Linked DNA regions of Mus musculus: regions 2, 3, 4 and 5 are each linked to region 1. Evidence: chromatin contacts called from public Hi-C and HiChIP or PLAC-seq data. All regions are on one chromosome and are shown on one strand. Each heading gives the region's core, a stretch centred on a gene start, on an enhancer-like site or on the middle of the called end of the contact. The rest is flanking DNA. Distances are from core to core; before and after follow the strand shown. Region 1 holds the start of Znhit6 (zinc finger, HIT type 6). Region 2 overlaps Col24a1 (collagen, type XXIV, alpha 1). Region 3 overlaps Col24a1 (collagen, type XXIV, alpha 1). Region 4 overlaps Col24a1 (collagen, type XXIV, alpha 1). Region 5 overlaps Ddah1 (dimethylarginine dimethylaminohydrolase 1).

Region 1 (5,209 bases), core at 1,784-4,283:
TTTCTGAGAACAGGTCAAATGTAGCCTTGCCTGGCCCGGAACTCAGAGACTCACCTGCCTCCATCCCAAGTGCTAGATTAAAGGCGCCATTACGCCCCACCTCCCTTAGTCTCATGTTTACTCAGAATGCTTGGAAACTCTTACAGGTTTCCCTCATCCCTCCTTACTCACCGTGCTTCGGTTACCCTGCCCTGCTAATCCCCGGAGCACAGGCGTCCTGTTCCCAGCCTGCGTCTTTGCACTTCTGAGTCAGTCTTGCTATACATTCCTCCTGAATGCCGAGTCTGTGCCGCTTCTGCCTATGTTTCCACTCAGAGTTTCCCTCTAAATGTCTCCAACTGTCCACTTCATACCATTAGGTCCACTGCCTATCTGTCCCGTCTCAGGAAAGCTCATCTCTACCACTGTGCTGATAATCACACTCTGCGTAGTCCATGCCCCTCAAGCACCCTGTTCTCTTTACTCTCTTGAACCATCTTAACTTCCTCATGCACTTACATCTGTAAGAAATTCTATCTGCTGCTCTATACCTCCCAACTCCCCCACTCAACTACCTCCCCTCTACAGTACAAATGCCTGAGGGTAAGTACTTGGATCCATCTCAAATAACCAGAATAGCCCCACAGCGCAGTGACCACTTGATACAACTGAGAAATGAATAAACTGGGTGGAAGAGATCTGAACTTGAAAAGATTAGAAGAAATACTTACATATTTTTTGCGCTTTGGTCTTTTCAAGAAAGTATCTCTTGAAACCTTGTCTGCCGTTCTTGCCACGTCTTCCAAAAATCTATAGTCTTGTAATTTCAGAATGGACAAGTTAACGAGTGACACGGTGCCAGTGGCCAGAAGGCATCCCTGGGTGGTGCACAAAGTGACTTACCACTCAGGAGATTCATCTCAGTAAACTGCTGCAGCGACACATAAGCGGTCTTATCCCGGACTCCACTGCACGTCAGGTCAGCTTTGTGTTTCTTTACACAGGGCAAACTGAAGAAACAAACAGGAGGCAGCTCTGTACCTGAAGTCAGAGTGCACACAGGCAGGGAGTGAGGTAGGAAGCTACATATCTACCTGCAGGAAAAGCGCATGCAGCGTGGACATCTGTACTTCGCTTCTTCTGTCCCACAAGTCTCACACCTGTAAGAGTGCACCTGAGACTTAACACGCAAAATCAACTCTATGTATGTCCTTCCGGTCTTAGAATTTGGACTCAAGGGCATTTCACAGTTTACAGGCAGGTAGTCAAAGCAACTCTGATAAAGTATATGATAGCTGCTATTGGAAATCATGAAAATGTTTAAAAATGACATTTACAATGACGTGCAATTCAAGAAAACTGTATGAAAGAAGTCACTGGCCCGCCCATTTTTTTCTACAGGACTTAAGAGAATAATATGAATTGCTGATTTTTGTAGACCAGGCTAGGCTGGCCTCAAACTCAGAAATCCGCCTGCCTCTGCCTCCTGAGCACTGGGATTAAAGGCATGCGCTACCACGCCCAGCGATTTTTGAAATTGTGATTCATGGAGACTTTGTGTGTGTCTAGAAGTATAATCCATGAGCTACATATGAGTATTTTAAAAACATATACACCGGAGAAACAAGGAAGGATGAATCCCAGACTGGCAGCAATGTGTGCCCTTTCCCCAGTTCCACAGCGAATTCAGAATGAACACCCAAATAATGGTATGATTCATCTGTCCTCGGTCTTCTAGGGTCTGGTGATACTGAGAACCAAAGTGTACCTGGTACCAGTCAGTTCTATCAGCTCAAGGAGTTTGAGACTGAATCTGACCACAATCTGATCTTCTGTACTGTCACATGAGCACATTAAAGAGACTACATCCAAGAAACGAACATTCATAGGAGCCCGGAATAAATTCAAGAGTAAGTTGACATGTGTCTATTAGTCTACCCACTTGCTGGTTTTTGGTTTATATTGGATGGCGCCTCTAATCCTATTCTCTCTAAAAGAAAGACTGCGAAAGCGTTTCTTATTTAACAAGCTCTGGCTCCACAAAGGCCTTCTGATGCCCAGAATTTTCACTCCCTAACCTGGCCATACCCTTCTGGACACAGTCACATCACACTGTGTCCTCGAAAGCGTCACGCCCAACCTGAACTTCACCACTCAGACTTCAGGGACCCACGTCACGCCTGGTTTAACTTACCTCACTTTCTGCTGTTAAGGACTCGTCCACCCAGTAGTCTATTTCCCATCTGGGTTTTCTCCCCGCCCTACCTTGACAGAGCCAATTTCCTCTTGCTGCCCACTCGGGGGTTCATCTGGGGCTCTTCCTTCACCTTCGCGTCTTCCATCGCTTCGCTCTTGAGGGAACCCTCTTCTTTTATAGGCGCTGCATCCATCACTTGCTCTTCCTTTACGTTCTGACCAACAAACAACTCCTGTTTTATGGTCAAGTCCTCCTCCTTCACTTCTTCCCAGTCCGTCACCTCCTCCTTCACCTTCACCTTCTCTTCCTTCACTTCTGGCTCATCCACCTCCTCTTCTTTCACCACCAGGCTACTATCCGCCTCCTGCTTCACTTCCAACACGCCTTTCTCATCCTTCACCTCGGGCCCGCCCTCCACCTCCTGCTTCACCCACTGGCTGTCCGCAACACCACTGTCTAAATCCGACCAGTCTACTACTTCCTGCTTCACCACAGCTAAGTCCATCTTTATCTCCTCCGCATCCTCCGTGGTCTTAGTTCCTGCCAGTCCGTTCCTCTCCTCTCCATCGCCAGCTTCTGGGCTCCCGTCTAAGTCCCTGGCTCCCTCCCCACCAGCCGCAGGCCTCGGCCGCGCCCCCTCCGCTACCCTCTGGGAACCTCCTCCCGGAGTCCCTTCCTTCTCAGCTGCAGATTCCATGAGCTCACGAGCCTAGGCCGAAGCTGCCACTCCGTTCTTCACGGTGGCACCACCAAGCCAATAAGAGAGATTACCAAACGAACCGCCGACAGCGCCACACGTGCAGCAAAGCAGCCGCGGCAAGCTCTGCACGCCTGCGGGAAGCCGAGCTAGCCGTAAAGCAGCTGTTCCGGCCACGACTCTTCACGACGTGTAGCGTTCTTTACGGCACGGCGGCTTTCCGGCCCCACTCCTTAAAGCCAGGTGAGACCACGCCCACCAGGACTCCCACCCAGGGGCGGGGATCTTGCCACATCCTTTCTCAGGCGCTGAAACTGCTGTCTTGGGAACTGGAATTATTGTCTCAAATAAGTGACCCACTTTAATCAGTATTAAGGATTAATTCTAATAATGCATGGCAATAGATACAGACTCCCATGTTCCTCCAAAGTTTAGACTGTATAAAGCGGTGGTTCGTAACCTTACCAGTGGTGTGGATCTTTATGTTCCTCATGTTGTGGTGACCTCCAACCATAAAGTTATTTTTGTGTCTACTTCATAACTATAATTTTGCTACTGTTATGAATCGTACTATAAATACTCCTGGGGGGTGGGTGGAGAGGGGGAGCAGAGGTTTAGCAAAGAGGTCGCGACCCACAGGTTGAGAACCGTTGGTCTAAGGTTTCTTCACTGTATACTAGGGACCAGGACATCCAAAAACGCCTTTAATCCTAGCATTTAGAAGCCAGAGGCAGGAGGATCTCTGTAACCTTCAAGGCTAGCCTGGTCTACATAGTAAGTTCCTAGGGTCAGGGCTGTTTCAAAAACAAAACAAATAGGAGAAGGAAAAAGAGGAAGGGGAGGAGAGACACTCTCATCTGCTCCCACAAAGATTACATGAAACTATGCATGGGAACCAACTACAAAAAGATCTACAGCCGGCAACTGAAACGCTGGCTGTCACAGGGTAATTGTAGCCCCTAATATCCGTATAGTGAAGCACTATACCCCAATACCTCAGAATTTTGACTATATTCGAAGACAAGGCTTTTAAGGGCATAACACTTAAAATAAGGCCTTTGGCTGGGCCCTAGCCCAATCTGACTGGTGGTTTTTTGTTTTTGTTTTTTTGTTTTTTGTTTTTTTTTTTTTTTTGTTTTTTTTTTTTTTGTTTTTCGAGACAGGGTTTCTCTGTATAGCCCTGGCTATCCTGGAACTCACTTTGTAGACCAGACTGGCCTCGAACTCAGAAATCCACCTGCCTCTGCCTCCCGAGTGCTGGGATTAAAGGCACGCGCCACCACGCCCAGCTCTGACTGGTGTGTTTAATAAGAGGGAATTTGCATATAAGTGGGATGGATGCACGTAGAGAAGGGTACTGAAATGTGAGAAGTCATCGGTTTGCCAACCAGGGAAGCCTAAAAAGGCAGAATCTCTGACCTTTGACTTTTTCTATAGCTTCTTGAAATTTGAGAAAACAAAAAAAAATGTCTATTCACCCCAGGAAGGAACTGACAACAGACCAAAGGATTCCACTCAAGTCCAACTTGGTGAGCTGGTGATTGTATTGAGGTTATTTACAGAAGTGTCATTCGTACTTCTACCAATAACATTTGTGTTCTAATTAATAGCGGAAAAATACTGTCTATATATACCATGCTTTCTTCATTTGTTAATCTATTGATAGATACATAGGCTGATACCATATCTTGGCTGTTGTGAATAGTGCTTAATCAGCATGAATGGGCAGGTTTCGTTTTCCTTCCTTCCTCTGTCCCTCTTTCCCTCCCTCCCTCCCTCCCTTCTTTCCTTTCTTTCTTTGAGACAGAGTCTCTTTGCATAGCTGTGGCTGTCCTGATGAGTGTCCTCATCAGCTTTGTAGACCAGGCTGGCCTTGTTCTCACAGAGATCCACATGCTCTAATGTGCAGGGATTAAAGGCATGTGTCACCATGGCCAGTTTTTAATAATAATACTCTATAAATTTATTATTATTATTATTATTATTATTATTATTATTAGTTTTTTTGAGACAGGGTTTCTCTGTGTAGCTCTAGCCCACATGGAACTCACTCTGTTGACCAGGCTGGCCTTGAACTCAGAGACTTGCCTGCCTCTGCCTGTGCCACCACACCCAGTAGAAACAGATTACTGAGCAGTATGATGATTTAGGTTCCTGTAGCTTAGGAAGATTACAACTGCTGGAGAAGATGGTACCTTTAATTTTAGTTTTCTAAGGAACCTCTATATTGAGCCCTATAATGGCTGTGCTATTTATGTTCGTACCAACTGTATTAGTCAGGGGTCTTTAGAGTCACAGAATATGGAATGTCCTTCTGTATTGAGGGAATTTGTTAT
Region 2 (5,017 bases), core at 1,496-3,995, 160 kb after region 1:
GTTGTGAGCCACCGTGTCTGTGCTGGGGATTACTCCATCTTGATCCTCTGGAAGAAGAGCCAGTGCTCTTAACTGCTGAGCCATCTCCCCAGCCACAAGAATTCCTTTTTAAAATATGACAAAGAGGAAGCACCAGTGAGGGCTTCTGGTAGGAATGTTTAGTGTACAGATGAAAATGTGGGCTTAGGGCCAAGGAATTTACAGACCATCAGGAAAAAAGCCTCAACTAAGAGTCAACCCTAGAGAGTATGCATGTGGAGAGAGGAAAAGATAAGGAAAATTTTCAGATTTACTATGCAGAGAAAGTCAATTGGCAAAGGATGAATGATGTCTATTATTTTTGTTTTCGACAATTTTCCTTCAGTTTTTTTTTTATTTAAGGGTAATTTTAAGGCTTATACCTGAAACCTTTCTGATTATTTGTTAATTCACAATCTTTGGATCATTCATTTACATTTTCAAATGAAATCTATAGTCTCAGAAGTTATTCCTTTGACAGCATGGGTTGGAGCAAGGAGCTTTTTGTGTGTGATGAGTGACTTGAAGAAATTCAGAAACATCTGGGAAATTAAAAAAGAGCACATCTGTGGGTGTATTTGTGAAGACTTTTCTGGATCATGAAGGCTTTTACCTCATCAATAACATAGACCATCACTTGATAGATTCATAATATGCCTGTATTACTTGGATATGAGATCTAGTTGGAGGAAGGCCCCCGAGGAAGCATTGAGGGATGGGCTTTTCTCTGGCCTCCTCCTGCCCTCTGCCTTCTCTGCCTGCTGTCTACCAAGTGATCAAGAACAGCCCCAGAAAACACCTCCATTGCCCCGATGTTCGGCACAAATATATGGGTTCAGCCTTTTTATACCATGAGCCAAAATGAGACTTCACTCTCTTAAATATTTCTTTCAGGCATCTGTCCACAGTGATATAGAAGCCTGGCTACTACGTTTTCTAACTCCATCACTGTTCAGGAAGACGTGGCTTTAAGTTTATCAGTCTGAATGTTCTATAGAGCATCTCCATCTCTTACGTTCAGCATAATTCCTGGACTACAGAAGATAATAAATATATTTTGACTAAGTCAGTGAACAACGCAAATAAAGCAGAGGTGGGGGAACACACGTGCAAACCACCCACCCTCCTCTAAAGCTAAGACTCATTGCTTTTTAAATCAGTACTTCCGGGTTAAGGCCTCAGCGACAGACTTACATCCAGGCCTGATGAGAGTACAATGAGAAAGACTGGCCACTTAACCCCCTGGTGGGCCATATGTTACCCAGAGCTCATTAATGAAATGGTTGGGCAATTATCTCTTTTAGTGGCAAACTATATTCAGTTCCTGATTTTTTTTTTTTTTTTTTTACCATACTGACCAAACTGCAGAGAAGCTTAAATTCCCAACTAAGATGAGTTTAATGTGCTAGGGTCAATAAAAAACTGGTTCAGGAAAAACTAAACTCTGACACTTGTGAGGGGAATGTCTTGACAGAGGCCCCTGAAGAGTCTGAACCACTAGGCCCTAACTTTTCCTGCTTATAGAAGTGGCCTGTCCTTTCTCATAGTAAGTTAGCCCTGTCCCCCTTTAAGAACACACACACCATAATTGGGATTTTCATGTCCCTCTCTAATCACTAGATTATACTTGCATGCTACCTAGGAATTTGGTGTGCTTGATATAGACAGAAAAGACCATCTCTAAAGAATAAAAGGTCTAGTGAGTATACATGGTAGCATCCTGGGAGTGGGCACAGGGCCTGACTTCATAGGTACTTTACCTACATAGCATAAATAAAATGTGGCATGGAAAAATTAACTTGGGACCTGAGTAATGTTTCCCTCATTCATATGACCAAGTACATGACAGAAAGCAACTAAAGTGGTAGAAGATTTATTTTGGCTCTTAGTTAAAGATATAGTTCACCATGGAGAAAGTATGCCAGTGTCCAGTGGAAAAGTGTGGATTGGACTCTTGACTTTTTTGGTGAACCTATAGGTAGAATAGGAGGGGGAGTGGGAGGAGGAGGAGGAGGAGGAGGAGGAGGAGGAGGAGGAGGAGGAGGAGGAGAAGGGGAGTATGGTAGCACTGCAGCTGGCTATAACCCACAAGACTTTCCCTGAGTGAACCACTTCCTTTAGTAAAGAATACTTTCTAAAGGCTACATGGCCTTCAAGACACTGCTAAGCAGTTGAGGACCAAGCATTCAAGCACATGAGCATTTGATGCTTTGAGGTTTCAAGGCACTGACGAAACACTCTCTGTACACATTGCCTAACAACCAAAGAAAAACAATTTGATGAAAATCCTACATTTATCAATATTTTATTAAAATGCCATAAAATAGATACTCTTTTATTTAGTCAACAAAATACTTGAAAGCATAATATCATGTGCCACCCTGAAGAACACATATTTTTGTATGGTCAATTAAATTTAGACTATGAACAGATATTTCATAATTTTATAGGTTCCTGAGGGACTGGGCAGGTCTATCTTGGGTCACAGAGTTTCTACTCCAGCCTCTTGCCATATGGATACATAAGGTTCCCCACCAAGAGTGTCTTGATGGTCTGCCAAGTATTCAAGTGGAAATGTCAGGCTCTGACATTTCCCCATCAGCTACCTGACTCTTATTCTCTAGGAGCGAATGTGCAGTCATAAAATAAAAGCTCAGAGAGAGGCGTTAGCATTGCCAGGCAGTTCTGGCAATGATCAGGAGGCTATGCCTGGAATGTCCTCTGAGCAGATGCCGGTAGTCACACTTGTGCTATGGGAAACACGAGAAAGGAATGGGTCACTCATGCTGTCCCAAACTTGCCTGGCAGCGCGGCCAACGATGAGCCTCTGGGTAATCAATCAAAGGCGATAATGTGAGTATCGACAGAGAGCTGCCACCTATCTTTATTCAACTCAGGCTATTTTTTTTTTTTAAAGAAAGTAAGTTGGATGAGAAATAAAGGACATTCTCCTGCAGCGACACTTGTGTTGCAATAACTTCCTCACTGTGCGGTCTCCCTGAGACTAATAACTAGCAGGCCCGTTCACAGAGGGATGTGCACTTAGGAGCCCAGAGTAGTTTTTCAAATATGAAGAACAAAATTAGTTCTGGATGCTGTTTTAGGCAACCCTTATAGGAAAGGCAAGTTGTGAGTTCTATCCAAGACAAAATTAGAGTAAGAGAAATCTGCTCTCTCAAGTTTCTGTCACTCCCACAAACCCCAAATGGTTGCAGCTGATAATGGAGTGTGTGTGTGTGTGTGTGGGGGGGGGGGGGGATGACAATACACTATGCCACCAATCAAGACCTGGGTTCCAGCTTAACACTTAAGTCCCGAAGAAAGTCATTGAACCAGATTTGATCTCACCTTTCTATTCTGAAAAACATGTGGACAAGGTCCCTCTTCATACACAGCCTCGCTTTAAAATTCGATTTAACCACAAGGAAGAGCAGAGCCAGTTATTTAAAAGGCATTGACAATCTTGTTCAACATCCCAAGAATGGGATGTTCATATTTATATAGAAATAGAGTTAAAGATTTTTCTACTGAGGAATTTTATCCAGTGTTCTGGATCCACCGGATCCGGCTTACTGATAATCTCTGCAGCAGGCAGAGCCTTTTCCCTTTAATACTCACATTGGCATCCTAATCTTGCATGAGGTCTTTGAAGTGGGTGCAGTGTCCTGTTCAGTTTGCTCTCACCCTTGAGTATGCAAATGATCATAAATATTTGTAGAAGGAAGGCACTGTGTAAATTGGCTGGTGGTTTCTTAGTTAAAATATTGAGATGATGGGAAATCCTCACATTGTATTTAACACAGACAAATCGGTGACCTTTTACGTGTTTGTTTCAAGTCTCAAGATAAATAAGAAAAGAAGGGGAGAAGATACGGAGGGAAGAAGATATCCTCACGAGACTTCCTTTTTCACCAGGCACTGACAAGTCTCTGCACTCCTCTCATAACTGTACTTTGGACTTCTATAGTAGCACTTGAGTGGTCCTGTGACACCTCAGAGCCCAAGGGTAGGACAGTGCCTTTAAAACACAGTGCAGAGAAGCCCGGAAAGCTCCCTTGAAAAGTGAAGACATCGTTTGCCACGAGGAGATAATAGCCAGCCACATGATCCTTTCTTTCTTGTATTACTATCATGCCTTGTATGTCTTAATCTTATGCTAAAGAAAAAAAAACAAACAAACCAGGAGCCAATCATAAGTGAGGCTGCACTCAAATGCACAATATCTTGTCTCAATGAGAAATACTGCACACAAAGTAAATACTTCATTGTTCTTAGAAATGTTTCCTGGTAATAATCTCAAGTGTTTGCTAGAGGGAAAATGATAATTTCTGGTTGCATCCTTTGTTTACATGTGGCCCACATATAAAAATCAAATAAATTCATTATGTTCGCAACCAGTACAAAAGAAGAAACAAACAAACAAACAAACAAACAAAAAACAATCAGTGACCCGTGGCAGCACTACCTGCCTGCTAACTTGAATTGGTTTTTGGATTTGAAACTAAGATACAGAGAAATCATATTTGTGTTCATTGCTTTTTTGTTAATGACAAAAGATTAATAAAACAGGGTGCACATAAGACAGACACAAGAAAGCTGCCACATCCTAGAACAACTATAACATGGCAGAGCAGGAAGAGACACTACAGCCGGCGGCCCATTCATGCCCACTGTCTGTTTTTATAAATAAAGTTTCACGGGAAACAGCCAGGCTCATTCATTCATTGTTGTCTGTGACTGGGTTCACAGTACAGTGCCATAGCTAAGAGCCTGCAACAGAACCCATATGGCTCAGAATTTTAAACATTCAGTCACTGGCCCTTTACACAAAAGCTTTCTGACCCCTACTTTATGCTATTTATAATCCTTAACAGTGAAGATCTTAGCCCACAAGTTACACAGGTCACAGGTTCATTTTTAAGGGGGAAGCATGGGTATTTTCACTAGCCTATCTCCATGTTGCCATTTGGCCATCATGTTCTGTCAACAAAGTCATTTC
Region 3 (5,201 bases), core at 185-2,684, 200 kb after region 1:
CATTCTACAAGCATGCCTAACAGACTCACAGAATTATGAGCAAGGAGACGGCTTTTACACAACAAGGCAGGAAGGAATACATGGATCACAGATGAGAACTTAGGGGCCTCGTGGTGTGTGTCCTTCAGTTATGACATTTTAGGCTATACCACCAAGTATAAAGAGGAGAGTGGAGGCTGGAGAGAGGAGATCCAGTTGTGATCCATAGCAATACAAAAGTTGCTATGGTTTCCAGCATGCATAGGAAGACTACAGGTGAGGTTTAAGTCGTGACACTATTCATGATTCCACAGTGATGCATCTGTCTAAACCTTTAAGATGTACGGTATTGAGTGACATAACACATTCGACAATATGCATGTATATGTCATAAATGTGGCAATTATTCCAAATTTTAAAAACGTTTCAAAAGGGCATTGACTGTTTTTAAAAAACATACTCAAATATATACATAATTTCTTCCTGACCCCTGCACTCACATCAGGAGAAATCACTACCTTTCCAGGGAACTTAGGGGCCAGGTGAGGATGTACTTCCAACTCTGATACTGTATTAGTTTCATCATGGTATGATTTACCATGAGAATTGAGTCAGAGACATAAGAAGCACGGGGAAGAACTCAAATAATGTCAGTTTGGAAGTCACACGAGGGCACAGCTGCAAAGCTCTAGGAAAATGTGATAAAGTTAACTCAGAAAATACTATAGTCTCAAACTTGAAAATAACACTGGGAAATCAATGTTATTTATGTGCACACGCAAAACCCACCAGCAAACATAAAGGTAGAGAAACTCTACCAAGAATTGCAACAAAAAAATATAACACTGGAGCCAGGTGTGGTGTTGGTGCACATCTTTAATTCCAGCACTTGGAAGAGAGAGCATGTGGATCTACTCTAAGATCTTAGAGTTCGAGGCCAGCCAGATCCACAGAGTTCCAGGACAGCCAGGGCTACACAGAGAAACTCTGTCTTGAAAAACCAAATAAATAAATAAATAAATAAATAAATAGGAACAAATTTACAAAGAACTATGCAAAACTATCATGTGGGAAAATTGTAAGTAATATTTCTCAAAAAAAAAGTAGAAAAGGAGATTTGGGCAAATGAAAGAAAGACAGGCATTGTTCTCGAGAAGATGACTCACTAGTGTGATCATATCAACACTCCCTTAATCTATCAGCACAGACTCTAGCCAATAAAAACAAGGATGGTATTTTTAATGAAGCTAGATAAGATGGATACTAAACTTTACATGGGAAAAATTATTCAAGGATACATGGAGAAATATTGAAAATGGGAAGCTAAGAGAACTTTTAGCCATTAAAACATTGACACAGAGCTTGTGCTGTTAGTGAGCACAGAAGCTGTCTGTGGGTAACAGTGCTAGAATAGTAGACCTCACTGCACTTTCACAAATCAGCCCTGTTCTCCCGGCTACTCTGTGCTATAGCTGTATGGGGTAGAGCTGTGAATGGCTGGCCTCTGCCATGCCATGGCTGCTACACACATGAGCTCATAGTAGCTGTGTTCTGCACAAGGTCAAGGTGGTTGAAAGTTTCAGCATTGAGGAAGGAGGGGTTTTTTCACTTCCACCCCAGCTGAGAGGCCCTTGGCAGGTGATGGCTGCTAAAGGACAGAGTCACTTTTCTTGCAGGGAAGGTGTCCAGTGTTAGGTTTCCCATGCCCTAGGGAATGACCCCACACACATGGGCATATGGGCTACTTGGACCTAGCGGGCTAAAACTGAGAGGAGGAGAAGAAGGAGGAGGAGGAGGGAGGAGGAGGAGGAACCAGACAGAGAGAGACAAAGAGATACACACACACACACACACACACACACACAGAGAGAGAGGGGGGGGGTGGGAGCAGGTTATGAAATTGGGAGGCAGACAAGAAATATGTTTGGTGGGAGTGAGGGAAGAGCTGGAGGGAGGGAATGTATACAGGTATGAAGGTTACAAAAATGTTCTAAAAGGAGTTTTAAAATAATAAAACTTAGGGAGCAAACTGGGGAGATGGCTCAGAGGTCAAGAGCACTTGAGGAGGGTTAAAAGCCTAGAAGACAAGAGTTTGAGTCCAGCACCCAAGCCACAGAGCCATAACCATCTGTCACTCCAGCTCCAGGAAATCTGACCCTTTCTACTGGCATCTGAGGGCACTTCCCATCTCCTGCATGCACATGCAGTAAATAAAAAAATACAATCTTAAAAATAAACAAATAAAAACCAATATGAAGGCGTCTAGTCCATGTGTGTGTTTCCGCTCGGTTCTAGCTTGGGATCCTCCACAGACTTAGCTACCACAGCTTTAGGTCAGATTCACCCAGGCCTCCCAGGGCTAGGCTTCTCTCCTTGCCTGCTCCTGCTCCTCCTGGACTAAATGGCAACTGGAAGGTTTTCACAGCAGAACTTACAAGTGACTTTCTTTTGTTACTTTGTATTATAAACATTGCAGAATGCTTTTTCTTTTCTTTCTGTGCCACGCTCTGCTGCAATGAGTGATACTAATAATTTAACAAGGTTGCTGGACCACAGGCCAGACAATTTCCAGGCAGAGACTTGGGGAATGCTCTGACTTTCCCCCAAGCCCAATGCCTTCCTAGTTTGGCAATGGTTCCATCCAGTCCAAATGAAGGTACTTGAGTGGTAAAGAATGGGAAGATAAAATGTGTTCATTGTCATTACAGTTTTTACTCTTTGAGGGAGCACTTGGGGGCACTGAAGGGTTTCTGTTCACACTAGCTTTGTGCCTATGTGTCCACACTGCCCTCAGCCCGCCCTCCCTCCCTCCCTCCCTCCCTCCCTCCCTCCCTCCCTCCCTCCCTCCCTCCCTCCCCCTTCCCCAACTTCCATTTTGCCCTAGTGTTACATATATTTTATAACTCTCTTTTAACTCTCTCCTTCCACCTTAACCTCCACTTAAACCTTCTTTCTTCCTTCTTATTGTCTTGTCTCCAGTTCCCTACCCTATCCTCTTACATACCCGAGTATATGAAAATAAAGATCTAGAATTTGCTTATGAGAGAAACCCTGCTATTGCTATTGCTTGTCTCTCTGGATCTGGGATAGTTCAGTTAAGATAATACTTTCCATTTTCCTACAAATGTCATGATTTCATTTTACGGCTTAATAAAATCCCATTGTGTATGTACGCCGTATAAAATGTGGTTGTTGTTACTGGTAACTATCCACAGGATACCCTTAAGTGAACCCACTCAGCACTGTGGGGACCTGCCCAAAGCATCTAGATTTTTTCCCCCATGTTTTTTATGTGATGTTAATGTACAGGTAAGGTTGAACAGAAAGTCACAGTTGTATGTTTCGCAGGACTTGGTGACAAAACTTAAGTAAACACTTGACTAAACAAGTAGATTCTCTAGTCCAGACCCCTTAGGGCCATCAGCAAGTGTGCTAAGGGGGTCTTAAATCATCTCTGTGCTTCAGGGCTTTCTCCCCATTCTCTGATGAACAACATCCTGAAGTGACCCTCTAGAAGCATTTACCAGGAACCGGAGAGGCGAGCAGGAATTAAGAACACCAATGCTCTTGCAGAGCACTTGAGTTGGGTTCCCTGTACCCTGGTGGGGAGCGCACAGCCCTCTTTAACTCCCAGGCCAAGAGTTTCAACGCCCTCTTCTGGCCTCATCAGCCATTGCATGCATATGCCCCCCACCCCATCTCTCTCTCTCTCTCTCTCTCTCTCTCTCTCTCTCTCTCTCTCTCTCTCTCAAAAATATTAACAAAATAAATCTCTTTTCAAGAAGCATACATCAGAAAAGGTCACGCTACTGCACGACCTAAGCCTCCGATAACTTCTGATATTAAACAAAACAGGCTCATTCTCTCTTTCTCTCTCACCTTTCCTCTCCCTCCCGCTTCCGTCCCCCTCCCTCTGAGTCAAGACAAAAGCTTTTGCCTATGGTGATGCTGAGGTGGTGGCAGCCATTGCCCACGGTTCATGCTAACCACGCCCTGCCTTGCTGTGTATGTGTTACTGTGTCGATACAGTAACCTCATGAGGTCAGCACATATAGCTATTCCCACTGTCACTGAAGTAAGGTTGAGAGACTTTAGATAAATGGCTCAAGAGTTTCATCCTACCCCCTCCTCAGAGGAGAAGGGGATGGGGGAGGATCTGGGAAGAGGGGGGATGTTAATATTGGGATGCAAAATGAATGAATGAATGAATGAATGAATAGTCTCAGCCTAACTTCTTAATTTTGACTTAGAAGATGTTAGCTCTCGATACTCTTTTTTCCCCCAGATATCAACTTAAATATTTTATCACCTAAACAGTGAACAAAAGCCACCACAAAGTCTGTATGTAGATCTCACCATTTAGCCCTCACTGGTATCCCTGTAATGGAATTCTGCTTTGGTGTCACGATATCAGTCAATGTATGCTGAGGATGGAGACAGCATTGATGTCATAACTTGTTGCATTTCACCTGAACAGGGAATATCTTTCTGTCTCTGAGAGAGACCCCCTCCTATAACTAATCATATGTCATGGCTTTGGTTAGTCATGTTTGGATCCAAGTCTGTCATCCATACCAATAAACTGTACGGCACTCAGTGGCTGTGTTTTGGGGAAAGCCTTTAAACTATTTTCATTAGTTCTTTGAGAGGTCCATGCGATGTGTTTGAGCATGCTCACCCTCACCTCCTACCCTCCCCTAACACTCTTCCCATCATCATCTCTTCCCATCAAGTCCAGTTGGTACTGCCTGCTAGTCTTGGGGTGGTGGCCCACTCTGGTATGTGGTCTCATAACTAAAGGTCACAGACCGTTTCTCTCCCAGCAGGTACTGAATACTAACAGCTATGGGGGTTACACTGCTACCTTTCCACGCTTGTGCTGAGATCCTGTTTGGCTGGAGTTTGCATGGGTCTTATGCCTTCAGACACCTCACATGCATATCTGCCTGGTGTGCCTGGGAAGTACTGCTTCTATGACATCATCCGCCTCCCTCTAGCTCTTACAATCTTTCTCCCTCCTCTTCTCCAAAGATCTCTGAGCCTTGGGGTAAGGGGTGCAAAAGTCTTAAATTCTAGCACTGATACAACTCAGACATTATCTTTAAGATCTGCAGTCATCCCCTACTTCTAAGAACACCAGGCTGCCCCCATAGTCTGCTGCTTGCTGGTTGGTCCAATCCTGATGGCCTCTTTCCCATCCTTTTCCCTTTGATCCAACCCCG
Region 4 (5,240 bases), core at 1,834-4,333, 130 kb after region 1:
AGCTTGTGTCAAAGCAGCCTTTTTAAAGTAGAATAATATTCCCATGGATGCATAAACCACATTTTGTTCACTCATCTGTCGGGGGTCACTTAAATTGCTCCAGCTTTTGGCTATTGTCAACATGCCACTGTGAACACGGGCATGCAAGCTGAGTCCTGGGTTTCCGTTACTTTGGAATTGTGATGGGGTACATTTTATTTCTATGTAAGAGGAAACAAAACTTTTTTCTTTCATTTTAAATTACTTTCATTTACTTATTATGGCTAAAGCTCTGTTTCAGTTCTGAAAATCATATGTTCTTCATTCACTTCAAGCTCCTAAACTAATAGACAGGATCAATACACAGACCTTGCTCTGCCTTCTCTGCTAACTGAAGCGCGTAATGGAAGTGTGTAATGGAAGTGTGTAATGGAAGCGCAGACCTTTAAGTGGTGTCTGCTGGGTTTGCTCTGTAAAGCATGTTTGGACACAGAACCACTTAGTATTTCCATTAATTCTGTGGATTCTGCACAGAGGTCGTTTTGCAAAGCAGGGACTCAATTTCCATGTTCTCAATTTTTTATTGAGGATTAAGAGGAAAAGCACAAATTGGCTTAAAATAAAAATTCTGCTTAAGGCTTTTCAGATGTTATTAATGATATATGACTTTGTAGCAGAACTGACTACTCCATGGCTTTAACTCAGGAATTATGGGACCAAATGACCATGAAAATAACAAAGACTGTTGTAGCTATGTAGAGCCACAAAGGACCCATTTTTCTTCTTCTTGCTGTTATTATTATTATTATTATTATTATTATTATTATTGGTGTGTGTGTGTGTGTGTGTGTGTGTGTATGTGTAACATGAATGTGCAGGTACCCGTGGAGACCAGTAGAGGGCATTTGATCCCTCTGAGCTGAAATTGAAGGAAGTTGTCAGCCTCCTTGTATGAAGGCCCTTCTCTCCCAGTGGCCTCTCTATGGTGCTGAATGACACCCAGAGTTTTATATACACGGAAAACTGCCTTTAAGATTAAAGGTGAAAAAAAATATTTCACAATTCAAAGGATAATTCACTATTAGCAGACTCCTCTAAAAGGAACTGAGAAGGCATTTCATAGGCTCCAGGGAAATGACAACGGTTAGCTATTCAAACCTTCAAGGAGGAATGAAGACCACTAGAAATGGCAAACAAGAAGATGGAGAGAGAGCCAGTCTCCTCACACCAAGGTCTAAAGCACACAACTAATTTATATTAAAGCAAATGCAATTTTATTAATGTTTAGACAAAAGCTCTGTTTACAATGAAGTTTCAGAATGCACGTGGATGTAATATGTAAAATAACCACTGTAACCTCCCTTCAGCCTGATGTGGATACATTCGAGGGTTTCTTCTAAACGTAATATCTTGCCATATTATGAAGCATACTATGAAGCTCAGATGATTATCCTTGGAAGGAAGCAGGCACTAACTTATTTTGGCAAAGAGCCAGATATTATTGTTCAGCCTTACAGCGTAGGTCAAGACACTTGGCTGAAGCAGCACAGTACAGATTGGTTGCTTGCTCAAATAGGGTTTAAAGGAACTATAGACAGCCACTACCCTCAAGATAGGTTGATAAAATTTTTGAATGTGCATGAAGTGATATTTCCTAATATGACCTCTTTACAACCCTTACACAATGCTGTTCTGGTGTTTACTGATGGCTTTTCTAAAGGGTGAGCTGGATATCTTATAATCAACAGGTAATCATAAAGACTCCTGGCCTCTCAGCTCAGTTAGCAGAATTAACAGCAGTACTGAATGTCTTTCAGTCTGTACATGAGGCTTTTAATATTTTTACTGATAGTTTATATGTTGCACAATCAGTACCCTTATTAGGACCTGTGGCACGTTTAACTTTAATACGCCAGCAAGATTCCTGTTTTCACAATGGCAAAACATCATTCTTGCCTGAAAACACCTGTTCTATATTGGCCACATATGATCTCATTCTGGTCTTCCTGGACCTTTAGCTGAAGACAATGATTGCATCGACTGAGCTCTAATAGAAGCCTTAATTTCAGATCCTGTTGCTTTGGCCAAATGTGATCATGAAAAATTTCATCTCTCTAGCCATAACCTTAAGGCTCCAACATAAAATCACTAAAGGGCAGACAAGAATGATTACAAAACAATGTCCTAAATGTATTACATTATCTCCAGTGCCACATTTAAGAGTTAATCCACGAGGTCTTATGCCTAATCATACTTGACAAATGGGTGTAACTCATGCAGAATTTGGAAAATTAAAATATATACATGCTTGTATTGACACTTGTTCAAGATTTCTTTTTGCTTCTGTGCATACTGGAGAAGCCTCCAAAAATGTAATTGATCATTGCCTACAAGCCTTTAATGCCATGGGATTGCCTAAACTTATTAAGACAGATAACGGACCATCCTATTCTAGCAAAAATTTTACTTCATTTTGTAAAGAATTTGGCATCAAACATAAAACTGGAATTCCTTATAACCCCATGGGACAAAGAATAGTTGAACATGCTCATCACACTTTAAAAAATTGACTTTTAAAAACAAAACAGGGGCTGTTATATCCCCCAAGGTCACCAAACGCACATCTTGCTTTTGCTTTATTTGTTCTAAATTTTTTGCAAACTGATGTTAAAGGTCAGACTGCAGTGGATCACCACTGGCATCCAGTTACTTCTAGTTCTTATGCCATGGTAAAGTGGCGGGACCCATTAACTAATGAATGGAAGGGTCCAGACCCAGTCCTAATCTGGGGAAGAGGCTCGGTCTGTGTTTTTTCACAAAAAGAAGACGGAGCTCATGGCTACCTGAAAGATTAGTTCGTCAACTGGACACAGATCCTGAATCTTCCATTAAGTATGACTCTGACCTTGATTATAGCTAAAATCCTCTTTAGTTGAAAAGTTAATTTGGAGCACAGCCTCCTCTCCCAGAAAGTTACAGCCTTTCTGTGATTCTCAAAGTCACCTCCCCCACACCAGGAGCTCTAAGTCTAGCCTGATCGTTGCTAATTTGCAATTGAATGGAGTACCTGGACTTCTCCAAAGAAGCTTTTTGTACTTTTGCTTTTCACTGTCTCGACTTTGTTTTTCAAGCAGGTCAGTCAATGCCCTTCAGCCTGACTGCAGCAGGTGTGCAGCCCCGCCTCCAACAGCGCAGGTGGCAGTTATTAATCCTCATCAAGAAGCATTCTAAGTACATATTGTGGCTTTGGTCTGAATTGGGAATAACGTGTGCTAATGAGGGCTGGACAGTCTCAGATCTCAGAACCATACGAATTTAAGACAGGTACATGCCAAAAGGCCGTGGCTGTTGATAACACACCACAAAGCCATGTTTGTGTGAAATATAACACAAACTAGCTGCACTTAGTAGCCTCTAAGATGGAATTGGATGGTTCGGAAAGATCTAAGATTTCATTTCACTTAAGGAGGAATCAATGTAGGCAAAGATTTCATAAACTTCAACAGTTATTATAAACTCATTATTTTCTGTCCAAGCTGTGACATCTTTTAAGGCAGCTTTACCCTTCCAGGAGTCCACAGGACTTGTGGGCTGTATGACAGTTGCAAATTGACCCTAGTTCCTTTCATGGGATTGAGGAGATGTTCCAATCGTCTAAGCAGAAAATGAAGGTAAAATTCTAATGAAGGTCAACAATATACATATAAGTAATTCTATTTCTGTGAGGCTTTTTATATTAAAATTAAAGGGATACAGTTGAGCTCAGGCTTGCCTGCAATAAAGCAAAGTGGTCAGACTCTAAGGAAGCATTGCTAACCCTGACTGTGATGACTAAAACATGGTGATTACGAAGACACACAGGTGCTCTCTGAGAATGCCTTCAGTTAATGCACAAGAGTAAACACACCTCTCTTTTTTCAGGACAGTCATTTACTTTCTTCCAAATCTCTGGTATTTTAGATCTGACTGCTGTCAAGTACACTGCTATAATAAAAGACAACAGGCAGGGGGCAGCAGACTTCAAACAGGAACAAGCAAACATTGTCCTAGGTACAACCACTACCAGCTGAAGCCCCTAGGTCCTGGCCTTTAATGACTCCTCAGTTGTCATCCATTTAAAATTTCAAATTATTTAGATTTAAGCCATCAGATATATTGACATGACAAATCAAAGTGTCACTCACATTATGATTCAGAATGAAAGCTCTTAAAAGTCCTTGTGTGTAATCTGTGTAATTATCAGAAGCGAAGGTTTGTCTATGCAGTGTTCAATATTTCTCTACTCTTTCATGATGACGGCCACAGAAATTATTGATGCCCAGGGAAAAATCTGTACAATTCTGGTAAGATGTGAGATGGTTGGAAAATGTCTAGCGCTATAAAACACTGAAAACTCTTACAGTAGTATAATGAGAGATATACTACTCATTATGCAAGAGGCGTGAGACTCTGCACTGCAAAAGAGAAGACAGCACCCGAGGCGAGTTAGGATGAAGCTAGGAGAGAGGTCCTGGATGCTTCTTGTATGATTTTGTTATGTCCCATTACAGTTCCACGGCACGGCATTTCGTTTTGAGTTTTAGAGAAACGTCAATCATGGTGAGACTGACATTGAGTTACAATTGTCATGTCAGCTCTGTTATTAATAACAAGAACACATTATAGAAAAAAAAAACTTACCGGTTTTCCTTGAACTCCCCTCTCCCCAGGGCTTCCAGCCTTACCCTACACATGAGAGAAAAAAAATGCTTAGGTCATTCAGCCTTCTCAAATAGCACAAGGGAACGTCAGAATGCTCGTGCTTGAGGAGACCACGTGGCTTGCTACTCACGGGGAGGCCAGGAAGCCCTCTTTTCCCTTGGTTTCCTTTTTCACCCTATGAAAATATCAATATCACATGGACTGGTCAGAACTTGAGCCATGGTTTTAATGGTACTACACAGAAAACAGGGCATCAAGTACACAGTTCAATATTAAAAAGGATACATGGCTGATATGTATTAAACACTATGCGGTAGTATTTCAATATACAGGACATAATGGCTCTGCCACATTTAACTGCGCGTGAAATGGAGAATCAGCAAGTACCTTAGCACCATGTCCTCCTTGATCCCCTGCAAGGCCATCTGGTCCTCTGGGTCCCTATAGGTAGAAGGACAATATCCCATTGTTAATTTGAAATGCTCCCCTTAAAAGCAAATAATAATCAAGTCCACGTTTTAAAGGATTCATTCCACAGAGTAAGTTCAATGAGTGCAGAA
Region 5 (5,131 bases), core at 375-2,874, 240 kb before region 1:
AGTTTCTTCAATGTAGGATTCACATTAAAAACTGAGATGGTAAACACATTGTATGTAAGGTGCTCGGAGGCTGGGGATGTAGCTCAGTGACAGAGCATGATTCCTGCCCAGCCAATGTTCATCAGATGTTCATTACTTACTATTGCGTCTTTAACTAGGAGTCTCAGACAATCCACACAAAACTTCAGAACATCAAATGTGCATTGCCTTCATCTGCTGGCTTACACACTCACTCAGTAGACAGATGTGGGCTGATGGCTGGTGCTGTGTGGGGCTCTGTGTTGGACGCTGCATGAAATCCTCTTCTTGGAACCACCTTTACTGAGACTGTGGCTCAGTGCTCAGACCAATGGCTCCATCTCATTGGCTTCCTTACTGTTTAGTGTGTGCAGGTTTGTCCCTGTGTGTACCAAAGAGAAGATGTATGCTTGTGTGAAGTGAATAGTTGAGGCAAGGCTGAGTGTGTGACACAACCCCACTCAGATGAATTCCCTGAGCTCATACTCTGAAGGAATCAGCCACGCTCCCACAACAGGAATGGAAGTGGGAGGGAATTTCAGGCACTGGGATGGCAATTAGTAAAATATCCCAAACTGCCTTACAATGATGGCATATAATTCAGCAACAGTGAAAAGAACGTGTAGTCAAACTTGACACCTCTAGAAGACCTCTTTTTTTAAAAAATGATCTGATTTATTTTTATTTCATATGCATTAGTGTTTTGCCTGCACATATGTCTGTGTGAGGGTATTGGATACCCTAGAACTGGAGTTATAGACAGCTTCGAAGTACCATGTGGATGCTGGGAATTGAACTAGGTTTCCCCCCAGAAGATCTCTTATGAACATCTTTATTACTTATAGAAGAAGAAACTCAAGTTGATTTTCTATGAATTCTACAGAAAGAAAAGACCATGTCCTCCTGACATATTCTTACCTCATGCCCACAACTGTCCCAAGATGGAGAAACGCCAAGGTCTACTTCCCTAGCACAGCCTCATCTTCAAGCACAGCAAGCTAACTTAACGGCCCAGTGACGCCTTCCTCTGTTGAGCTGCCACAAGGCTTCCCACACAGGGCTCTGGGAACAGTCAGGCAGAGGATGCTCTGATGAGCAGGGACAACAACAGAGTCTGTCTCCTATTTGTGAAGGGAAGCTGCCTGCCAAGCCATCCAGCATGAGTGTGGCTGACCCACGAGGTTGAACATTTCTCTGCACAAAGGACCAGAGAGATGGGGCCCCTGCCTCCCGTTATTATGTGTACTCGGGGTTTTTTGTTTTGTTTTTGTTTTTGGAGGGAGAGGAAAGGAAGACATAAAAGAGTAGAAGATTTGACATATCCTGGCTCTACTGCTTCTCAACTTGCTTCTAATCGATCCTGAGCCGCTTTTGGATTCAAGAGATGTGTTATTTTCTGCTACAGGGAGCACAAAGTCCAGTAGTCTTGTTACAATATGCATTTTTTTTAAATTGGCCTTTGCCTCCAGTTGCTGGCACAGAGCTCCTAAGGACCCTGGGATTTCCTGAGTGATAAGTATGTCTGTTGTTATTCATAACAAGCCTCCTTCCATAGCACTTGAATTTATAACAGGCAGAATGGAGGGGGTGGGGCTAGACAGCTTCCAAATGCAGTTGGTCAGAAGACCAGAGGATTGTAGGCTTGGAATGTGGAGACTCACCCAGTGATCTCCAGGAAAAGGGTGGTGGTAGCTAGAGATTGTGTTCTGTAACAAACATTCAGTGATAAGATTTGGTGAGTTTCAGGGTTAGTGAACAGACGGAGGTACTGGGAGGACAGTGTGTCAGGAAAAACATGGACTTCTGGCTCACTCATATACTGTTCTACACGTCAGTTTTCCCCTAGCTATTCCTATGTTCTATCCTTGCTCATGAATTGATAAGTTTAAGCATAAATCCTGTGATTTAGTCTAACAAATTATCAAATGCCAAGTAGGTGGTCACGGAAACCATGTAAGAAGTGATCAACAAGTGGAGTGGGGGCAGACCCGAGGGACCGCACCCTTCTTCTATGGAATCTGAAGTTCCCTCTAGGCAGTGTCTTGATGTAAACATGAGGATGGAAACTATCAGTATGGAGAGTATCCAGGACTGCCACTGGAGCCTCAGGGCAAAGTCTTGGCTTAGGGAGTCTCAGAGACCGGACTGGTCAAGTAAAGAGATGAGTAATGGCAAAAAATAGGGAAAGGAGATGGGACAATATGCCACACGCTATGGCACATGATATGGCAGACGATATTGCACACAGTTTGGCATATGATGATATGGCACACAGTATGACCCCCACACTATGGCACATGATATGGCAGACGATATGGCACATACTATGGCACATGATATGGCACACAATGATATGGTACATGATATGGCACACAGTATGGCACATGATGATATGGCACACAGTATGGCACACTGGGGCCAGGAAGTGCATAGTGGGGCTTAGTGACTCAAGTGCATCTTCAAGGAACTGCTATGGGATTTGGGCTGGAATACATTTAGAACTGGGGCAGGGGCAAGAACTGTGCATAACCAGACAGTCTTCCTATCCTGGTTCTTCAGGGAGTGGCCCTGCTCCAGGATGTAGCCTTACCACTATGACAATTACCCTCACTTTGAGGAGTGGTCCGTCTGCTACCTGAGGCTTGCAGAGGTCAGGCAGGTAGGGTTGGTTCCTTGTCAGAAAGGTCTGACCCGCCGTTCCTAGAATCCAAGGTGACTGCAGGTTTAGGACAGTAACTGGAGAACTTCAGGTGACATTTAGGGGACTGGAACAGGACACTGTTAATACTGCTGATGAGTTAAAGAAAGAGATACAGAGCAAAGGCAGAGATGTCCAGCTTCTGTCCTCTTTTTACTTACTTTTCTGGTTTAGGGGAAGCATCAGTGCTTTGTAGCTAAGGCAGTTTTGAAGTGCAGATTACAGTATTCACTACGAATATAGAACTTCTAACTAGAAATGGACCCAGAAGACAAACTTACAAGTTGACAAGGAGGAGGGGTCTTCATTTAAAATATCCTAAATCACTGCTGGGTGTGGTGTCGCATGCTTTTAATTCAGCCCTACTGTGGAAGTAGAGACAGGTGAGTTTCTGTGAGTTCAAAGCCAAACTGATCTACATAGTTCTAGGGCATGGACTCAGTCTCAATAAAATAAATAATTCTAAAACCAAAGTTGTTCTATTTGTTAGTTTCATAGATGAAATTATGCTGTTTTAGTACCTGGGCATACCATTCAGAGTTAGGTCACCTTGGCCTAACTCTGGCGGCTGAGTCGCCGAGGTCAATTCCACTGAGACTGTCACTGTGTCAATCTGTTAAATGGAACAGTTGGACATGGTGGCCTCCCTTCATCTTTGTGTATGTGCTGGAATGGAGTCAAAGGATTTCCCCCAATCCTGGACACTGAAAAAACTTGGGCCTTATATTGCTGTATCTCAGCCACTTCACAATAAAGCCTTAGGTTTACTAGAACTGTTTATCAAAATAAAATAAAATAAAATAAAATAAAATAAAATAAAATAAAATAAAATAAAATAAAATAAAACAATCCAAGAAGACTGCTGGGAAAACGTAGTCTACTCTTCCCTAAATTACAAAATGTGCACCTGAATTCAGAGGGCTCACAAGCAGTAACCTTGAATTCAGAGAGTCACTCCAAGCGTGAAAACATACTAGGTGCTGCTGCTTACACCAGCATACGCTGTCCTCGTGGGTCTGCAGGAAGAGAAGCCACACAACTTCGTGTGGAGATCTCTCTTCTCCTCAGTAATGTTCCTGGAGGGTTGGAACAATACCTGACCCTTGATGAGATGGCCTAAGGTTAGGGACCCCCTATAAAACACCTTCCCAGAGAAAGAACCACAGCAAACAGAGACCAGAGGAAAGACATAGAGGATGTGGGGGGCAGGGACGTGGGTTTGTACTGGGAAGAACATGGTGGGTACCAAAGCAGGACAACGGACTTCAAGTCTGTCCGGTGAGGCTTTTACTGAGACAGGCATGAAAACTGGGCTGGGGATATAGGTGGAAGGCTCACCTAGCATGAACGAAGCCCAGGGTTCAAGCCCTAGTACCATGTAAAATGGATATGGTGTATATATCTGAAGTCCCAGCACTCTGGAGGTAGAAGTAAGAGAATCAGAAGATCAAGGACACTTTCAGCTACATAGCAGGTTTGAGGCCAGCCTGATTATGTGAGACTCTGCATCAAACACAATATCACCAACCAAAGAATATCCACGGAGGGAGCCAGGACTTCAGATACATAGGTAGCAGAGGACGGCCTTGTCTGACATCAGTGGAAGGGGAGGGAGGCTTGATGCTCCGGCGTAGGGGGATGCTAGAGGGGTGAGGTGGGAGTGGGTGAGTGGGTGGGGGAGCACCCTCATAGAAGCAAAGGGGAGGGGGAGAGAGAAGATGGGATGGGGGGTAAATGGGAAGGGGATATTATTTGAAATGTAAACAAATAAGATGATAAAACAAAACAAAATAAAACAAAACACCCCACTGCATTTGACTCCAGAAGCAAGAGCCTTAGGCGCTAACACTATACTCCCCTTCCTAGAGCCGACTCGGGAAGAGATAACCTCATTGTGTCAGCGTGCGTTTACTTTGCTGTCAATTAAGGATGTTCTGTGGGGCTCAAAAACTCACAACAGGTATGCCAGATAAGAGAGATAACTAAACCAGGAATTTATCACCCCACCCCGTGCTTAGCTTTTAGCTTCTGATAGCTTTGGGCCAGGAAGGAGCACTCTGTCCTGTCAGTTTATCCTTCAGCTTTGAGGCCAGTTCTAAGCCCCCGTCACTGGCTCATATTTAACATCATACTTACAGGCTCCCAGCTGCTCCTCTAGTTTATTTTGATCTACACAGTGACAGATAGTTCAAGGACTGCATTATGAGAAGTTAAGGCTTTGAAAATATTTAGCTCCTTCCTCAAGAAATTTGCAATCCCCAGCTCTCTGCTTACCCCAGTAGTAACTGATCTGCTTTTATATTTGGGTCTGCACAGGCCCACCAAGACCAGTTCTTTATACCACTGGAAAGGCTGAGTAGAATCTGTGATGCTTCGACAATAGTGTTTAGGATCTGCATGCCATTAGCCGTGTTC

What was found. Hi-C and Micro-C count contacts between places; a contact is called where the count stands out from the background. HiChIP or PLAC-seq counts read pairs in DNA pulled down with a chosen protein or histone mark.
Region 2: a contact with region 1 is called in a Hi-C map of beige adipocytes, with 2.5 times the contacts expected there. The contact joins the enhancer-like site here to the promoter of Znhit6 in region 1. A contact is called at or near these places in 17 of 39 promoter capture datasets (the 3T3-L1 cell line, 3T3-L1-derived adipocytes, the HPC-7 cell line and 9 more), 65 of 484 Hi-C or Micro-C datasets (the AML12 cell line, the Ba/F3 cell line, the C2C12 cell line and 24 more) and 9 of 115 datasets of contacts at active chromatin or transcription factors (the NIH/3T3 cell line, embryonic stem cells, epiblast stem cells and 2 more).
Region 3: a contact with region 1 is called in a Hi-C map of Sertoli cells, with 2.2 times the contacts expected there. The contact joins the enhancer-like site here to the promoter of Znhit6 in region 1. A contact is called at or near these places in 6 of 39 promoter capture datasets (the 3T3-L1 cell line, 3T3-L1-derived adipocytes, the SN4741 cell line and 2 more) and 1 of 484 Hi-C or Micro-C datasets (Sertoli cells).
Region 4: an H3K27ac HiChIP or PLAC-seq map of embryonic stem cells shows a contact between it and region 1, with 5 read pairs. The contact joins the enhancer-like site here to the promoter of Znhit6 in region 1. A contact is called at or near these places in 5 of 39 promoter capture datasets (embryonic stem cells, liver and stem cell-derived epiblast-like cells), 7 of 484 Hi-C or Micro-C datasets (the HL-1 cell line, the N1E-115 cell line, embryonic fibroblasts and 4 more) and 5 of 115 datasets of contacts at active chromatin or transcription factors (the NIH/3T3 cell line, embryonic stem cells and pancreatic cancer cells).
Region 5: a contact with region 1 is called in an H3K27ac HiChIP or PLAC-seq map of trophoblast stem cells, with 2.5 times the contacts expected there. The contact joins the enhancer-like site here to the promoter of Znhit6 in region 1. A contact is called at or near these places in 11 of 39 promoter capture datasets (the 3T3-L1 cell line, 3T3-L1-derived adipocytes, embryonic stem cells and 6 more), 3 of 484 Hi-C or Micro-C datasets (embryonic fibroblasts, embryonic retina and nephron progenitors), 3 of 115 datasets of contacts at active chromatin or transcription factors (astrocytes, extraembryonic endoderm stem cells and trophoblast stem cells) and 1 of 9 other capture datasets (macrophages).

The regions. Positions count from the first base shown.
Region 1 is chr3:145,574,032-145,579,240 of GRCm38.p6, reverse strand. It overlaps Znhit6 (zinc finger, HIT type 6), which reads right to left and starts at 3,033. Exons shown (of 10, transcript NM_001081094.1): 1 at 2,245-3,033; 2 at 1,074-1,139; 3 at 883-989; 4 at 711-796. The coding sequence starts at 2,873.
Region 2 is chr3:145,415,714-145,420,730 of GRCm38.p6, reverse strand. All of the region lies in intron 24 of Col24a1 (collagen, type XXIV, alpha 1), which reads right to left. Among named protein-coding and RNA genes, the nearest start is that of Gm35133, 26 kb to the right of the region's middle. Within about 2 kb of position 2,745, at least 11 of the 459 cell types and tissues checked have an H3K27ac peak or open chromatin away from gene starts, as enhancers often do. A contact at or near this core is called in beige adipocytes and embryonic fibroblasts, where this site is marked.
Region 3 is chr3:145,370,189-145,375,389 of GRCm38.p6, reverse strand. The region is part of intron 19 of Col24a1 (collagen, type XXIV, alpha 1); the gene reads right to left. Among named protein-coding and RNA genes, the nearest start is that of Gm35133, 19 kb to the left of the region's middle. Within about 2 kb of position 1,434, at least 14 of the 459 cell types and tissues checked have an H3K27ac peak or open chromatin away from gene starts, as enhancers often do. A contact at or near this core is called in Sertoli cells, where this site is marked.
Region 4 is chr3:145,441,229-145,446,468 of GRCm38.p6, reverse strand. It overlaps Col24a1 (collagen, type XXIV, alpha 1), which reads right to left. Exons shown (of 60, transcript NM_027770.3): 29 at 5,068-5,121; 30 at 4,811-4,855; 31 at 4,660-4,704. Among named protein-coding and RNA genes, the nearest start is that of Gm35133, 52 kb to the right of the region's middle. Within about 2 kb of position 3,083, at least 5 of the 459 cell types and tissues checked have an H3K27ac peak or open chromatin away from gene starts, as enhancers often do. A contact at or near this core is called in embryonic stem cells and stem cell-derived epiblast-like cells, where this site is marked.
Region 5 is chr3:145,813,469-145,818,599 of GRCm38.p6, reverse strand. The region is part of intron 1 of Ddah1 (dimethylarginine dimethylaminohydrolase 1); the gene reads right to left. Among named protein-coding and RNA genes, the nearest start is that of Ddah1, 57 kb to the right of the region's middle. Within about 2 kb of position 1,624, at least 48 of the 459 cell types and tissues checked have an H3K27ac peak or open chromatin away from gene starts, as enhancers often do. A contact at or near this core is called in extraembryonic endoderm stem cells, liver, neural stem cells and 1 more, where this site is marked.